Linked DNA regions of Sus scrofa: region 1 is linked to region 2. Evidence: chromatin contacts called from public promoter capture Hi-C data. All regions are on one chromosome and are shown on one strand. The core of a region is the stretch at or near the end of the contact, and the rest is flanking DNA. Distances in the headings are between cores, read along the strand shown.

What was found. Promoter capture Hi-C pulls out the DNA fragments that hold promoters and counts their contacts.
Region 1: a promoter capture Hi-C map of liver shows a contact between it and region 2, with 2.3 times the contacts expected there. The contact joins the promoter of PDSS2 here to the promoter of C1H6orf203 in region 2. A contact is called at or near these places in 1 of 5 promoter capture datasets (liver) and 1 of 2 datasets of contacts at active chromatin or transcription factors (alveolar macrophages).

The regions. Positions count from the first base shown.
Region 1 is chr1:73,508,192-73,515,722 of Sscrofa11.1, forward strand. It overlaps PDSS2 (decaprenyl diphosphate synthase subunit 2), which reads right to left and starts at 2,053. Exons shown (of 8, transcript NM_001167653.1): 1 at 1,776-2,053. The coding sequence starts at 2,053. LOC102159561 (a long non-coding RNA gene) reads left to right here and starts at 2,365. Exons shown (of 4, transcript XR_002343705.1): 1 at 2,365-2,452; 2 at 4,517-4,626; 3 at 5,156-5,348. It overlaps LOC110260430 (WAS/WASL-interacting protein family member 3-like), which reads right to left. Exons shown (of 3, transcript XR_002343702.1): 3 at 3,740-5,217.
Region 2 is chr1:73,160,365-73,167,599 of Sscrofa11.1, forward strand. It overlaps C1H6orf203, which reads left to right and starts at 1,966. Exons shown (of 4, transcript XM_021090591.1): 1 at 1,966-2,070; 2 at 6,245-6,726. The coding sequence starts at 6,257.

The sequences.
Region 1 (7,531 bases), core at 803-3,302, 350 kb after region 2:
TTATTTAAGGAAACACTCATATAATTTCAAAAAGGAAAAATATACACAAAGTTCAGTACAGTGGGAATCAGGGAGATGGGTCAATTAATAGGTTTGCTAACAGGCTTTTCAACTATGTGTAAACTCATTCATTACTAAGCTTTAAAATATATGCAATATGTGTGTTTTGAGTGTATATCGTCTAGAATCTCTGTAGAATTAACATTCCATCTTCAGGACAAGTTTTGCCTACTCAAAAAATGACATTACTGGTAACTGGCTATTTGGTAACTTTCATAGTAACAAAAAAGTGGCAGGGGTCTCATAAAAAATAAAAGCAAGAGGATGGGCAAGGGAGGTGAAGGTGGATATTAAAAGGGCAACATGAGAGATCTTTGCAGTGATGGAAATGTCCTGCATCTTGACTTTATCAATGTCAATATCCTGCTTGTGGGAAGAAACTGGGTAAAAGATACCCTGGATCTCTCTGTATTATTTCTTCCAACTGCATGTGAATCTCCATATTTCAAAATAAAGGTGTATTTAAAAAGAAAGAAAGAAAACATTTTAAAAAGATCATTTTTGTCCAGGATTTCTCCACCTTGGTACTACTGACATTCTGGTGCACATGATTCTTTGTTGCAGGGAGCTGTCTTGAGCACTGTAGGGTGTTTAAACACTGACTAAATGCCAGTATCATGTCCCAGCTGTGACATCTCCACACACTGCCAAATGTTCCCTAGGGGGCAAAATTGCCCCATTTGAGAACCACTGTTCTAGTTAAAAAAGCAAAGAACTGTGGAAATGTTCCCACCTGAAGGGGACTAAAGAGCTATGACAACCAAATGCAATACCTGATCCTGGGCTGTATCCTATACTAGAGAGGAAAGAATGCTATAAAAAAACACTATTGGGACAATTAACAAAAGTGGAATACCGATAGTAAATGAAATAAAGGTACTGTATTAATATTAAAAAATAAGCTGATTAGTGTAATGTAATTATGCAAAGAATATCTCTGCTCAGGAAATACACAATGAAGTACTTAAGGGTAAAGGACCATGATATTTCCAATGTACCTTCAAATGATTCAGGAAAAATATATGTATGTATGTGTACATTTACATACATTCGGCTTACATATACATGAGAATAGTATACTTACATCATAGGTGAATCTGACTAAAGGGTATATAAGTGTGTTCTCTGTACTATTTTTATTCTTGCAACTATTCAGTATGTTTAAAATTATAAATAAAAAGGAGTTTTTTTTTAATGGAAGCAAAAGTTGTGGTCCTTAAAGTTCTAATTGCAGGTTTCACAGTAGCAGTCGAGAATAAATGTACAAATCCCAAGGGGAAAAGGACTACTACTGGACAAATTCCCAATTCACGCCTGAGACAAACGCTGCAGTTACCTTCCTTCCTTCGGCCTATCTCCCCCTCCCCATTCTTTCTACAGTGACCTCTTGAATAATGTGTAACCGAAAATAAATCTATCCCACTCTTAAAAGGCCATTTCTAGGAAGTTACTCAAACCCACATCCCTACTCGATTTCTCCACAAATCACTAGGGCATCTTCACCTTCAACAGATAAGAAGCAAAAACGCGAAAAGCGCACGTGGTCTTTGAATTAGTACGTCAAGGTGAGTGGACCAGAGAAGACACAAGATCGAATCTTTTGGAGCGCTAAGAAAAGGAAAGGGTAAAAAGATAGGCAGGGAACCAGTCTGAGAGACGCAGGAGAAATGACTCGAGTGGGTGCAAGCGTGTCGGGGCGAGAGGGAGTAGCTCACCTGGCTGTGGTAAGCAGAGGGTGCTGAGTTCCCACCAGCTTCCGCACCTGCATAGCGATGTTGCTGAGCTCGTCGCTCAGCAGGCAGCGGAGGCTCATGAAGGACGTGGGATAGCCCACGATCTTCTCAGCCTCTGACACCACTTGGTTCCAGTGGGCTGGAGACCTGGAGGACTGACCACGCCAGGAGACCACCGAGGAAATGGTGTCGAGGGGGCGACGCGGGGGACCCGAGGCCCCGAAGTAGGGCAATCGCTTGAGCAGCTGCCGAAGACTCATAGTTTTGAGTCTGGGGGTGTCAGGGACTTGAGAGTGTCCGGAGGTGGAGCAGTGAACAAGTCAGGGGCAGATGAGTAACCTGCAGGAACTAAAAGGAAGCGGCGATTCTTGACTCTCAGAGAAAAGTGGGTTTCTGAAGCAGTGACCAGGTGCAGAACTTTAAATGCAGCTTTCTGCAGCCCGGGTTAGAGAGAGAAAACACTCCCAACTCAGCACTGCCCACGGCCATCTAGGGTAGACGCTACCTAAATGGGGAACGCCATATTGGCCGCGTGAAATGCGGCTTGCCGTAAAGACGGAGGCGAGCGGTTCTGCAGCAAAGAATTTTTCCCTACTTTACGGCGCAGCCGCGAACGCCCCCAAGGGGCGGGGTTTTGGAAGGGAGCTCCGGAAGGCGAGGTAGGGTGAAAGCCTTAGCTCCTCCCACCTTCTCGTCCGGGCGTGTGGGGACAGAGAGTGGCAGGGTTGTCGGGGGTGGGCGCCAATTAATGTCCCAGCCCTTGGAATCGGGCCGAGTCTGATTCGGAGGATTTCCAGCGGCCAGCACAGAGTGGGAACGCGTAAATGTGTGTGTCATGATCGAGGATCGGTGTCCACTAAGTGTGTTTTCGCGGCCCCCCAGCCCTAGAAGGAAGGGCTCCGGCTGAGGTGACAGCTCCTCTGGGAAACCTCTCGTTGCTGTCCACTGTCAGGTCTTGGCAGTGAGGCTTAGGAGCTGAGGGCCACCGCTCCTGGCAGGGCACGGGAGGGGACCGTGGGGTGAGCTCTCAGTGCCCTTAGCTCCAGTCTACGAAAGGTGGCGTGGCCTGGCAGAAAGCGTGTTTTTTTTGGACTTGTTTTTCCCAGGGTCTGCCCTCATTCCTGGTCTGGCCTCTTCACTGAGTTACAGCTCAGGCACAACCAGGGGTGCCTCCCACAGGGGTGCGGAGAGGCACTTCTAGAAGGAAACTCAGGGTCCCATCGAGGATCCCAAGAAATCACTGACTCAAGTGCTTTCCACTTATAGCTCATGTATTAGCTCATTGAATCCTCATTAAGTAAATAATATTCGTATTCTCCATGTTCCATATGAGGAAACTGAGGCACAGCCAAGTCTGTAAATTGCTTAGGGCCACACTAGGCAGGAAAATAAACCCAGGCAACTTGGTTTCTGAATCCATGACACTTTACTGTGTCTGTAAGTAACAGGTTATCGAGCATTCTTTTCATTGTTGTCATTGTGGTTCTATAATGCCACCTATTCTTTTATCAGGTATGTCTAGCATCCTGCCCCTTTTCTCATCACCCAAAACACGCTAACAAACCCTTGTTGATAATAAAGGTATATTACCAAGTTTTACATACTAAAAACAAAGCTTGTAAACCTCCTTAACTTCCAAAATACTTTCAAATTCATGATTTATATTTTTTTAAATTAGCATCTTGTGTAATACTGGCCTAGACTTGGGCTACATTTTTAAAAAGTTAACTTAAAAACAGGCAGATTAGGAGTTTCCGTCATGGCTCAGCAGAAACGAATCCAACTAGGAACCACAAGTTTTCAGGTTCGATCCCTGGCCTCGCTCAGTGGGTTAAGGATCCGGCGCTGCCATAAGCTATGGTGTAGTTTGCAGATGCAGCTTGGATCTGGCATTGCTGTGGCTCTGGCATAGCCCTGTGGCTACAGCTCCAATTAGAGCCCTAGCCTGGGAACCTCCATATGCCACGAGTATGGCGCTAAAAAGTAAAACAAAAAACAAAAACAAAAAAACAGGCAAATTAAAGAGTATTCATTTTGCACAAAAGATGCTTTTTCTCTAAAAAGTTTTTGCCTCAGACTCGCTTTGAATGGAAAAATTTCCTTGTGATTTAAGAATCCAATTTTATTTCCAAAAATTCTGTCTAAGCATAGCCTTTCAGGGGTACATTACTACATTTTAGATGAAGTGAATTATGCTCATAAGTATTAAACAGTCTATGCCTGCTAAATAAATAAGGCAAGCCGAAGTTCAAAAACAATTCCTGTGAAAGAGATAACACACTCCCGGCAATAAAATTCAGGTCTGTTCCAAATGAAAATAAATATGGACAGTGAGATAACTTAAAATTCCAAAAAGTTCCAAGGCCTGAGCTTCTGGGTTATCCAAGGTGAAAAAGGTCATGAAAAATGAGGGGAGACAGACAATGTGATATATTGTCCTCCTGAGGCTGTTTCTTCAGAATCATGGTACTTTAAGACTAACTTTTCATGTAATTTCCTTAATACCAATTCACAGCATGTACTTTAATTTCTCCACAGAAGCCAAGTGCATTATTCTCTGGTCATACTCTATTAACCAAGTTTTTGATTATTCATGGGACTTTTGGTCCCATTTACTTTAAATAATCAACCCTTTCCTTTATTCTTATGGTTAAAAGGTTGCATTATACCTAGTGATAATTGGTTTTTAGAAGGTTAAAATAGTATATTATTTAATCTTTCAGATAAATACATAACTCCTTAGAGGCTGGCTAAAGAGAGTTTTGAATTGCTAGTGACTTTTGAAGGTACAAAGACAAGGAGTGTCTGTGGTTCTGCCCTTCCTCTGCCACTGGTAAGAGTCATTTTGAGGATGTCTGGGAATGTGTGCACAAAGAAAGACTACAGCAGGGTTCCTTACCTTGGCATTAATGCCATTTGGACCAGATAACCCTTTGGTATGGGAGGTAGGGGGGAGGTGAAGGTTGTCCTGTGCATGGTAAGATGTTTTGCAGCATCCCTGGCCTCTACTCACCTCACCAGATGTCAGCAGTACCCCTCTCTAAGTGTGATGGCCAGGTTTATCCAAGAACATAGTCAAAAGTCCCCTGGGTCAGGGATGAGGGGTGGGTGGCAAAATCACCCATGAGAATATAGGAAAGTGGGAGATGCTGAAAGAAAATTTCCATACATGACATTTACTCCTAGAAAGTAGCAAAAGAAGAGGTCCTCGGTGTGGGCAACCCTGAAGGTTAGAGTGGTCACTCTCCAACCTGTGGAAACCTCCAGCCTCAAACAGGGACACCTTCTCCCTGGGACTGGGGTTGTTCTGAAGTCAGCAAGCTGACAAAAGATGGTCACAGTTCCTGCTTCACTTTTTTCAGGATCCTGAAGCCGGTCAAGTGCCACTGGACTTCATTTACTGTCTTCTCTGCCTTCTGCTGGCCTTAGGGGAAAAAAAAAGTGAGGTCATATTTGATGTCCTTTTCTTTGGCTAGAAATCTGAACTGGTCTTTGGAAATACAAGGTCTTAACAAGGATGGTGTATGCTTTGGACTTTGGCATTTCCATGATGAGGTGAGTGGAAATAGATAGGGACACCGTGGCCACCCTCCTTCTTTGATCCTTTACACAATCACCTATTGTTTATTTTAAGAGAGTTCTTCCAAAAGTAGATGAAAGCATGGCAGTATACCTTGGGGCAGAACAATAAAAGGAGGCAAGTAATGAGATTAGCAAAAATCCAAAAGTTTGACCACCTACTGAGCTGGCAGGCTAGAGAACAGGGATGCTACATTTTGCCAATGAGAACATCAATTGTTGAGATCCCGTCATGGCACAGCGGAAACAAATCTGACTAGGAACCATGAGGTTGTGGGCTCGATCCCTGGCCTTGCTCAGTGGGTTGAGGATCTGGCGTTGCCGTGAGCTGTGGTGTAGGCCTCAGACAAAGCTTGGATCTGGTATTGCAGTGGCTGTGGCGTAGGCCAGTAGCTATAGCTCCAATTAGCCTCCTAGCCTGGGAACCTCCATATTCTTTCAGTGTGGCCCTATAAAGACAAAAAAACACCCCCCCCCAAAAAAAATATATATATATAAATTGCTGTGTAAAAACAGGACCTATGGAAGGGAATTTGATAATCCCTAGCAAAATTACATTACATTTATGTACTGTTAAGTAATTACATATACATTTGACCCAGAATTCCAATTCTAGAAGTCCTTCCTAAAGTACAAAAGGACTTATGCACAAGGTTATTCATTGCAGTAGTATGTATTGCAGTATTATTTGCTATCATTTGCAAAAGATTGGAAACAAACCAGAGAACCACAAGAAGGCCACAAAGTTGAAAAAACTGGGGTGAACCCATACAAGGAAACACATTGTGCAATTTCATTCAGTAGTTGTTAGGAATGATTTTCAGAGTAAGTAGAATCCATGTAAGATTAAAGTGAATTGGAGGAAATTCCCACTGTGTCGCAATGGGTTAAGGATCCTGCTATACTGCTGCTGTGGCTCAGGTCACAGCTGTAACTCAGATTCACTCCCTGGCCTGGGCACTTCCATATGCAATTAGTGCAGCAAAAGAGAAAAAAAAAAAAAAAGGTTGAATTGAATTGGAAATAGTATGAACTTAAAGATCTTTCCTTTTAAAAAATGTTTCTTATATCCTAACAAGAAAAGTTTTACATTGGAGTTACTGTTGTGGCTCAGCAGTAATAAGCCTGACTGGTATCCACAGGGACACAGTTCAGTCTCTGGCCCCATCTGGCATTGCTGTGAGCTGTGGGGTAGGTTGCAGACACGGCTTGGATCACCTTTTGCTGTGGCTGTGGTGTAGGCTGGCAGCTGCAGCTTTGATTTGACCCCTAGCCTGGGAACTTACATATTCTGTGGGTGCAGCCCTAAAAAGACCAAAAAAAAAAAAGTTTTACATTTATTGAAGAAGAAGGTGACATTTAATTTCTTTACCCCTTGAAAAGTCCTGGAAGTAATGATGATTGTGTACCAATAAGTGCCATTAGCATTTATGTCATACTTTCAATACATCATTTCCCATTAAAAGGAAAGAAGTTCTTTGGAGGAATGGCAGATGTCAGGCCTGGGGCTAGAAACGTGCATGAAGATCCTGGGACAACCTGTGGTGCCAGAAATCAAGGAAGCTATTAAAGTCTAAAGTCTAATGGGACAGTTCAAAGGGAAAAAAGGATCAGCATAAAGGAGCTTCCACTGGCTGAAAAGGGGACAATCTGAGCATCCGAAAAGAATGAGACAACTACAACTGATTGAAATTCGTTGATGACATATAAATCCTTGATTTCATTATTGAACATAACTAGGGCAATACTTTATTTGTAATATAATGAAGGAATTGAGCATTTATCCTGCCTTTCCTCTATGAATAGTGGTGTCTTAGCCTGGCTTACCCCCTTGAAAGCTGAACGTGAGACAAGGGCTTACTTTTAGGTAGTTTATTTTGGACAGTGACCTCAGGAAACAGCCATAGATGACTAGGAGGGTGAAACAGGGAAAGTCAATACAAGGGTGTTCTTGAGTTAGTCATCACTGTTGGCCTTGAGGCTGCTAGGACTCCTTGAGTTGCTGTGTAGAATATTCTTCAGAAGTGTCAGCTTATTGAAAGAGAGGAGCAGTTATCTACCAGGCTCCATCTCCCATGGGTCCAAATTTCCCCCTTAAGACCTTAGCCCCCTCACACTTCTAAGCTGTCAAATGTAAGTGCTAGCGGTTGTCCCACCCT
Region 2 (7,235 bases), core at 716-3,215:
TATCTCCTACCATAATCATATGTAATCATATAGAAATTTTACTGTTTATAATAATGCTGATTAACTTCTATTACTGGTGGATTTAATGATATAGTTGTAGTCTTTTACAAACAACTTAAACTACTAAATGCAACTGTGTATTACCTGTGGAAAATGTCAACAGTATAAACTGAATTGATATAATACATGAAGTTCTATTACTTCAGCACTTGATATAATTTGTAACTGCCTTTTCTTATTGCACAAATGCAATCAAGCAGCCTCTGCGGGAAGCAGCGAAATGAAAGCAGATGCAATGCAGACCTGGTATATAGGACAGGAAAAGGAAGGCGGATGCTCTGAAAACAAGAAAAAGAAACACATAATTTAACAGAGCATGTATCCCTATAAGTAATAATGTGAACATGTATGAATCCTCTTGAAACAGACTGTCCCTTGGAAGCTCTTCCTTTAATTTCTGGCTCATCTTTTCACACCATGAAAAGGCAGTATTTTCAGAGTTGGGTTTTGTTTGTTTTGTTTTGTTATCTAATCACCCACTGACTGACTGGTAAGGTGATCTCTTAGTTCTTGAAAATATGTTCTGAACTTCCCTTTTATTGTCAGAAAATTCTGGTGGGTGTGTGCATTTTTCTGGAGACAATATCTATAACTCAAAGATGTTCACAGAGGTTGGTGATCACAGAAAAATCCAAGGCCCACAGCATTAAAATAAGCTCTTGTGCCAAAAATAAACCCATGCACCAATGGTCAACTAATCTATGACAAAGGAAGCAAGAATATACAATGGAGAAAAAGTCTCTTCACTGAGTGGTGCTGGGAAGATTGGACAACTACATGTAAAATAATGAAATTAGAACATTTTCTAAGACCACATACAAAAATACACTCAAAATGGATTAAAGCCCTAAATGTAAGACCAGATACCATAAAATTCCTAGAAGAAAACATGGGCAGAACACTCTTCAACATAAATCATAGCAAAAATTTTTTGGATCCTTCTCTGAAACAAAGGAAATTAAAAGCAAAAATAAACAAAAAGGATCCAATTAAACTGAAAAGCTTTTTCACAGCAAAGGAAACCATCAACAAAATGAAAAGACAACCTACCAAATGGGAGAAAAAAATTGCAAATGATGACTGCTAAGGGGTTAATATCCAGCTGACATAAACAGCTCACCAAACTCGACAACACAAAAACGAAAACAAAAACCAAGCACTAACCAGATTAAAAATTAGACAGAACTGAATAGAAATTTTTAAAAGAGGAAATAAAGATACAAACAGGCACAAGAAAAGATCCTCATCATCGCTAATCATCAGGGAAATGCAAATCAAAACCACAGTGAGATATCACCTCAGACCTCTCAGAAGGGCTATCAGCAAAAAGACCACAAAAAAATGTTGGTGAGGCGGGGGAGGGGTTGGTCGGGAAGCTGGACAGAGAAAGACAAATACTCGATGTTATCACTTATATGTGGAATCTAAAAAAATACAACTAGTGAATATAACGAAAAAGAAACAGACGCTCAGCTATAGCCAAAAAACTAGTAGCTACCTTTGGGGAGAGAGAAGGGGCGGGGCATTCTAAGGGTAGGGGATTAAGAGGCACAAAAAATAAGCTACAAAGATAATATTGTTCAATATGGAGAATATAGCAAATATTTTATAATAACTCTGAGGAGTACCACCTTTAAAAATTACAAATCTCTATATTATACACCTGTAACTTATATAATGTTATACATCAACTATCTTAAATGAAAAATAAGTCAACTAATTTAAAAAAATAAAGCTCTCTTCAACCATGTGTAACCACCAGGCTCAGGCTTCCGGCTCGGCTCAGAGACGTGTCTGTCCTCGGGGCTGCCCTCCCGGCCCAGTCCGCCCGGCCGCGTCTTCCAGCAGAGGTCGCTGCGCCGCCGACGCCGCGCCCGAGTGCCCCGCCCAGCCCGCTCTCACTGCGCCGGCGCCGACGGAAGGGGCGGGGCGAGGCCAGGGAGGGGCCTGGAGGCCGGCGGTCTCGGCCTCGGTGGGAGACCGGGTGGGAGGAGCGGCGGTGACGTGCAGGTAACTGCGCCCCGGCCGGGCGTGCAGTGCCCCCGGCCCGCGCCCCCTTCTGTTGCTTCACCGCGCGCACGTGGCAAATACGGGCGTGGCGTTCTCCTGTCCTCTCCCTGCGGTGTCAGGTCTCCGCGTGAGTCTCTCGCGTCCTATCCTGGCCAGGTCGGGCCGCTCCGGGGGCTGCAGGGTCCGTGGGAACCCGGTGGGCAGAGGCGATCTGCCCCGGGCCCGGCAGCACCTGCTTGCTGCAGACACAGACCGTGAGCTCGAGGACTCTGGTGTCCTGTTTCCCTTGACCTTGAGGACCTGGGAAGGTGCGCAGCCCGAGGGGTGTAGGGAGGGAGCAAGGGGAACCCGACCTTGTCTCAGCATTTCGTCACTCTCCGAGGTCTCTAGGAGAAGACAGGATTTTTAGTTGCAGTTGACCTAAAAGCAGTTAGATCAGGTTCGCCACACAGAGTAGTTAGGCTTAAGAACGTGGAGAGATTCCACATGTCCCGCAGGTCACGGACAGCGTTGCCTTCGCACTCCACTCATTACTTTTTTTTTTTTTTTTAAACAGCCTTCGTTTATTTCACAGATTTTATATCTGTCTTGAAGATCTCGAAACCTCGTTCAGGTTTCCTGCCACGATCATCCATCCCCTTTTAGGTTCACGCTGCCACCAAAGAAATCTTTTAAAAGGCACTCCTATGGGATCACTTCTCTACTTAAAATCTTTCTAGAACTCTCATGCTTTCTGGGTCAAGTCCACACTTTGATCTGGAAGCCCCTTGGAGATGTAGCCTCTTGCCCTTCAACCCAGGCCCATCTTTGTTCTTCATCCCAGTGCACTGGTTCTTCTGGTGTACTTTGATTTCACAGTATTTAATGAAGCATTTACCACGTGCCCAGCACTGTTCTGGGCACTTGGGATTGACACAGGCAAACAGGTTATATTCTAGTAGAAGAGACATCAAAAAACAAAACTCCCATAAAGTGTATAATATGATAGCAGGTAGTAAGTGCTGTGGTGAGAGAAAGTAGAACAGAGTAAGGGGAAATTGGGAGGGCAAGATGCCTGTTAAATGGAGTTAGAATGAGTAGACTTTATGGAGGTGAAGATGAGTTATCCACAGGTAGCTGGGCTAACAGTGTTCTCTCGAAGTTGGAACAAAGAATCCCCAGAAGTGTACCTGTTGTTTTGAGGATCATTGGGAAGGAGCTGTGTGAGCAAGAGAGGCAGGAGGTGATGAGGGGCCAGATTGCACAGGGCCTGTAGGCCAAGGTAGGGATTTTGCTTTTCCAAGTGTTTTTTTAGGGTTTTGAGGGAAGGAATGGCATACTATAAATTAAAAGACTCACTTTGACTGTTCTATGGAGAATAGACTGCAGGGGGCCTTTTAGTAATGCTGGTGATAGATGAGGGCCTGAATCTGGTAGCAGTGGAAATGGTGACAAGTGATGGGATAATGGCCATGTTTTGGAGATAAGCTAACATCATTTCCTAATATAATGGATCTGGGTGGAAAGAGAAGAGTCAAGAGTGACCGGAAGCTTTTGCCCTCGGGAACTAGGAAGGTAGAGTTACAATTAACTGAGATGGGGAAGGCTGCAGGTAGAGCAGGTTTGGGTTGGGATGTATCAGGAGTTTGTTTTTGGACAAATTAAGTTTGAGGTGCCTGTTATGCACTCAGATGGAGATGTTGAATAGCCACTTGGATATTGTATCCGTGTCTCCAAGACTGCCCCTTGGTTCATTGATTTCACTAGGAAGACTCAACAGAACTCAGCTGTGGGTCATGGCCATGACTGATTACAGCAAAAAGATGCAAAGCACAATATGTAAGGGAGAAGATGCATGGGACAAAGTCTGGAGTGAACCGGGTGCAGTCTTCCAAGTGTCCCCTCCCAGTGGAGCACAAAGGACATGCTTCATTCTTCCAGCAAGAATTGTGACAAGAAGTGAAATGTTGGTCTGTCAGGAAAGCTCATTAGAGACCCAATGCTTATGATATTGATTGGAATTTAACCACACAGGCACCTTGTACCTAGAATGTTCCAAAATCCCAGACTCCCAGAAGGAAAGCAGGTATTCAGCATAAATCAAATTGTGCGGGCAGTTTAGGTACAGTAAGTCACTCATGTTGGTTCTGGGAATGGCAAGAACCCTCCAGAAATCCAAGTTCCCAGATACCAGGCAAGGGCCAGCCTGGCAGGCAGACCTGTCTAAGGATCACACTGTCAGACTTGCTGTATTATCTCTTGTCCTCAGGTATACAGGTCTGGGATTTGGGAGGCAGGTCTGGAATGGGGATATGGATTAGGGTGGTATTTAAAGCCATGGAAATATCTGGTGTCTTGATACGTAATTAGCAGAACTGACTGATGGAGCTGAGCTGGATGAAGTGAATGTAGAGGAGGACCAGAGGCTAAGCTCTGGGATTCTCCAATATTAAGATGTCAGGGAGGAGAAGGAGGCAGCAAAGGAGGCTTGAAAAGCAGCAGCGGGTGAGGTAGGAAAACCAAGAGGGAGCTGTCCTGGAAGAAGCGGGAGTGGTGAGTCGTTTCCTGTGCTGCTGAGAAATCAGATAAGACGAGGACTAACATGACCTTTTGGATTTAGAAAATGAGAGGCATTGAGGAAAATACAGACAGCATTTTGAGTTTTGTTGTAAAGAGGAGCAGAATAAAGGTAGCTGGGGTGGGGGTGGGGTTAGGAGAATGTTGATTAGGTTGGTTTATTCGAAATAAGAAATAACAGCTTGCTGATGGAAACAGGCCATTAGAAAGCAAAAAATTACTATAATATGGTGTTTCCCCAAAGCTCAGTTTCAGGCCGCTGTTGCTATCAGAACTGCTCAGGCGTCCTTGCTCTGGGCTCCAGCCTGGGCAGGGTCTAGCCTCCTCTGGAACTCAGCTTTCACTTTTGTTTTCTGACGGCTGGGTTTATTGCCCACGTTCCACTTAAATGGTAGTTCATGAGGACAAGGACTATGTGTTTTATATCCGGGCTTAGCTGGCCACTTGGCATAAGCAGGTAAGTGAGCGAGGGCATGGATGTGGCAATGGATAGGATGCCCTCATTTCTAGAAGGTGAATCTGCAAGTACTCTCTGGTTTTTATATGTGATCAGCAGATTGGGGGTGGGGTGAGGAATGGGCCACAGTTCCTGCTCTTAGTTTGAGAGCTAGGGATGGTACAGAAGACACGGAGCATTGTGCAGGGTGAGTTTGAAAAGGGGCCTGGTGACTGTGGGCAGGGGAGGGTGGATCATGTGTGGAGCCTAGATGAGGGCGAGGCCTTGCTCAGAGGACAGAAACTTTTTTTTCCCCTTTGGTAGTATAATGCTTTTTTCGAAAGAAATAGAAGGAACCGCAGCACCACTCCTGATCTGGTTGAAGAGCGGCTGGTAGGTCTGTGAAGTAGGATTTTTGACCATGTGGCAACCCTTCTTCCATTACTAGATCATCTCAAACCATCCTGAGGTACATGGGGAGGTCTGCCACCATCATAGTAAAATGGTTTCTGCCACTTTTGAGCTAGTGAAAGAATTGATTGCTCTGTGGCCTGTCAGCACCTCTGAGCCTCAGCAAACAAATGTCTAGTTTGAGGGTCTCCAGGCCCCTTCCTTCTCTGCTAGCTAATGGCCTCTGTTAACAGTGGGAAGAAGAGGTAAAATGCAGATCTATCCCATTTGCTCATTCCTAACTGTGATTTGGTGGAGTTAGAGGTAGAAATAAAGTTTAGAGATTGACTCTGGGTTTTATAAAGTCATGATTGGGTGTCTTTGGCAAAGTCAAGGTAAAGATGTAACGTATGTCAGGAAAACAGTCTTTCTCACTGGGAGATTTTTCTTTTTTTAAAGTAAATCATGAGAACTATTGTTACTGTTTTTCAGTCGCAGTCAGTACCCATGCTAATTTGGGTGATGCAGAAGAGAAGAACCAATGTTTTCACCCATGTTAGTGTCTAGTTCGACCTTCAGGACCCCCCTGTGAGTGAAGCATGTTAATTACACCTAGAAGACTCACCTGATGTAGTGTGTGGCCCTTGGTCCATGCGGACCAACGCGGCCTTTTGTAGGAGGGAGCATAAGTACAGTCCTGGATGTAGAGTGTTCACAGGGTGTATGGTTTGTGTGGTAAGAATGCCAGGGTACTTCACTTATGAAATAAAACTGAGTTATGGTCTGTTTCAGGTCACATACGCCATGGCTATGACTAGTGTCCGATTGCCCAGCAGCGTTTTAAGAAAGCCAGAGGCCTGGATCGGACTCTGTGGAGCGCTACGAGGGACACCTTCACACAAGCGCTGTGCATCCTTGAACCGATACATCTGTTTTTCTAGTACCAAGTTAAATGCATCAAATTATAAAACTCTTTTCTATAACATTTTCTCACTGAGATTCCCAGGGCTTTTAATATCTCCAGAATATATTTTCCCATTTTCAACAAGACTCAAAAGTAATATAAACTCTAAAAAGTCTGCTGAAAAGGCTCTGCAAAAAGTAGAAGATGAAGGGGACTCTGATGAAGGGAGTGATCATAACGAGATGAGTGAGCAGGAGGAGGAGCTGGAGGACGATCCCAGCGTAGTGAAAGACTACAAAGACCTGGACAAAGTAGTGCAGTCTTTTCGGTATGATGTCATCCTGAAGACAGGCCTAGATGTTGGAAGAAAGTAAGCATGTGTGGTTTATTACAGAATCACTCATCATTTTGGTTATTTTAAAGCAGCATTACTAGGAGTTCCCATTGTGGCTTACCAGGTTAAGAACCTGACTAGTATCCATGAGGATGCACGTTCGATCCCTGGCCTCACTCAGGGAAAAGGATCCAGCATTATCCCTGAGTTATCCCTGGGTTGAGGATCTGGCATTGCAAAAAGCTGTGGCATAGGTCGCAAATGTGGCTTGGATTCTGTAAGGCTGTGGCTGTGGTGTAGGCTATCAGCTGCAGCGCCGATTCGATACCTAGCCGGGGAACTTCATATGCCACAGGTGCGGCCCTGAAAAGAAAGGGGGAAAAATATAAAGCAGCATTACCAGTCACGAGGCCCATATTATGATAAAGAGTCACCATAGATGTGAAAAAACTTTATAGGAGCCTGTTTCAGTTATTTCATTCTATAAATGAGAAAACTAATTCCCACAGAAGTCAAGTGGTTCCACATACCATAGTCCCTTGACT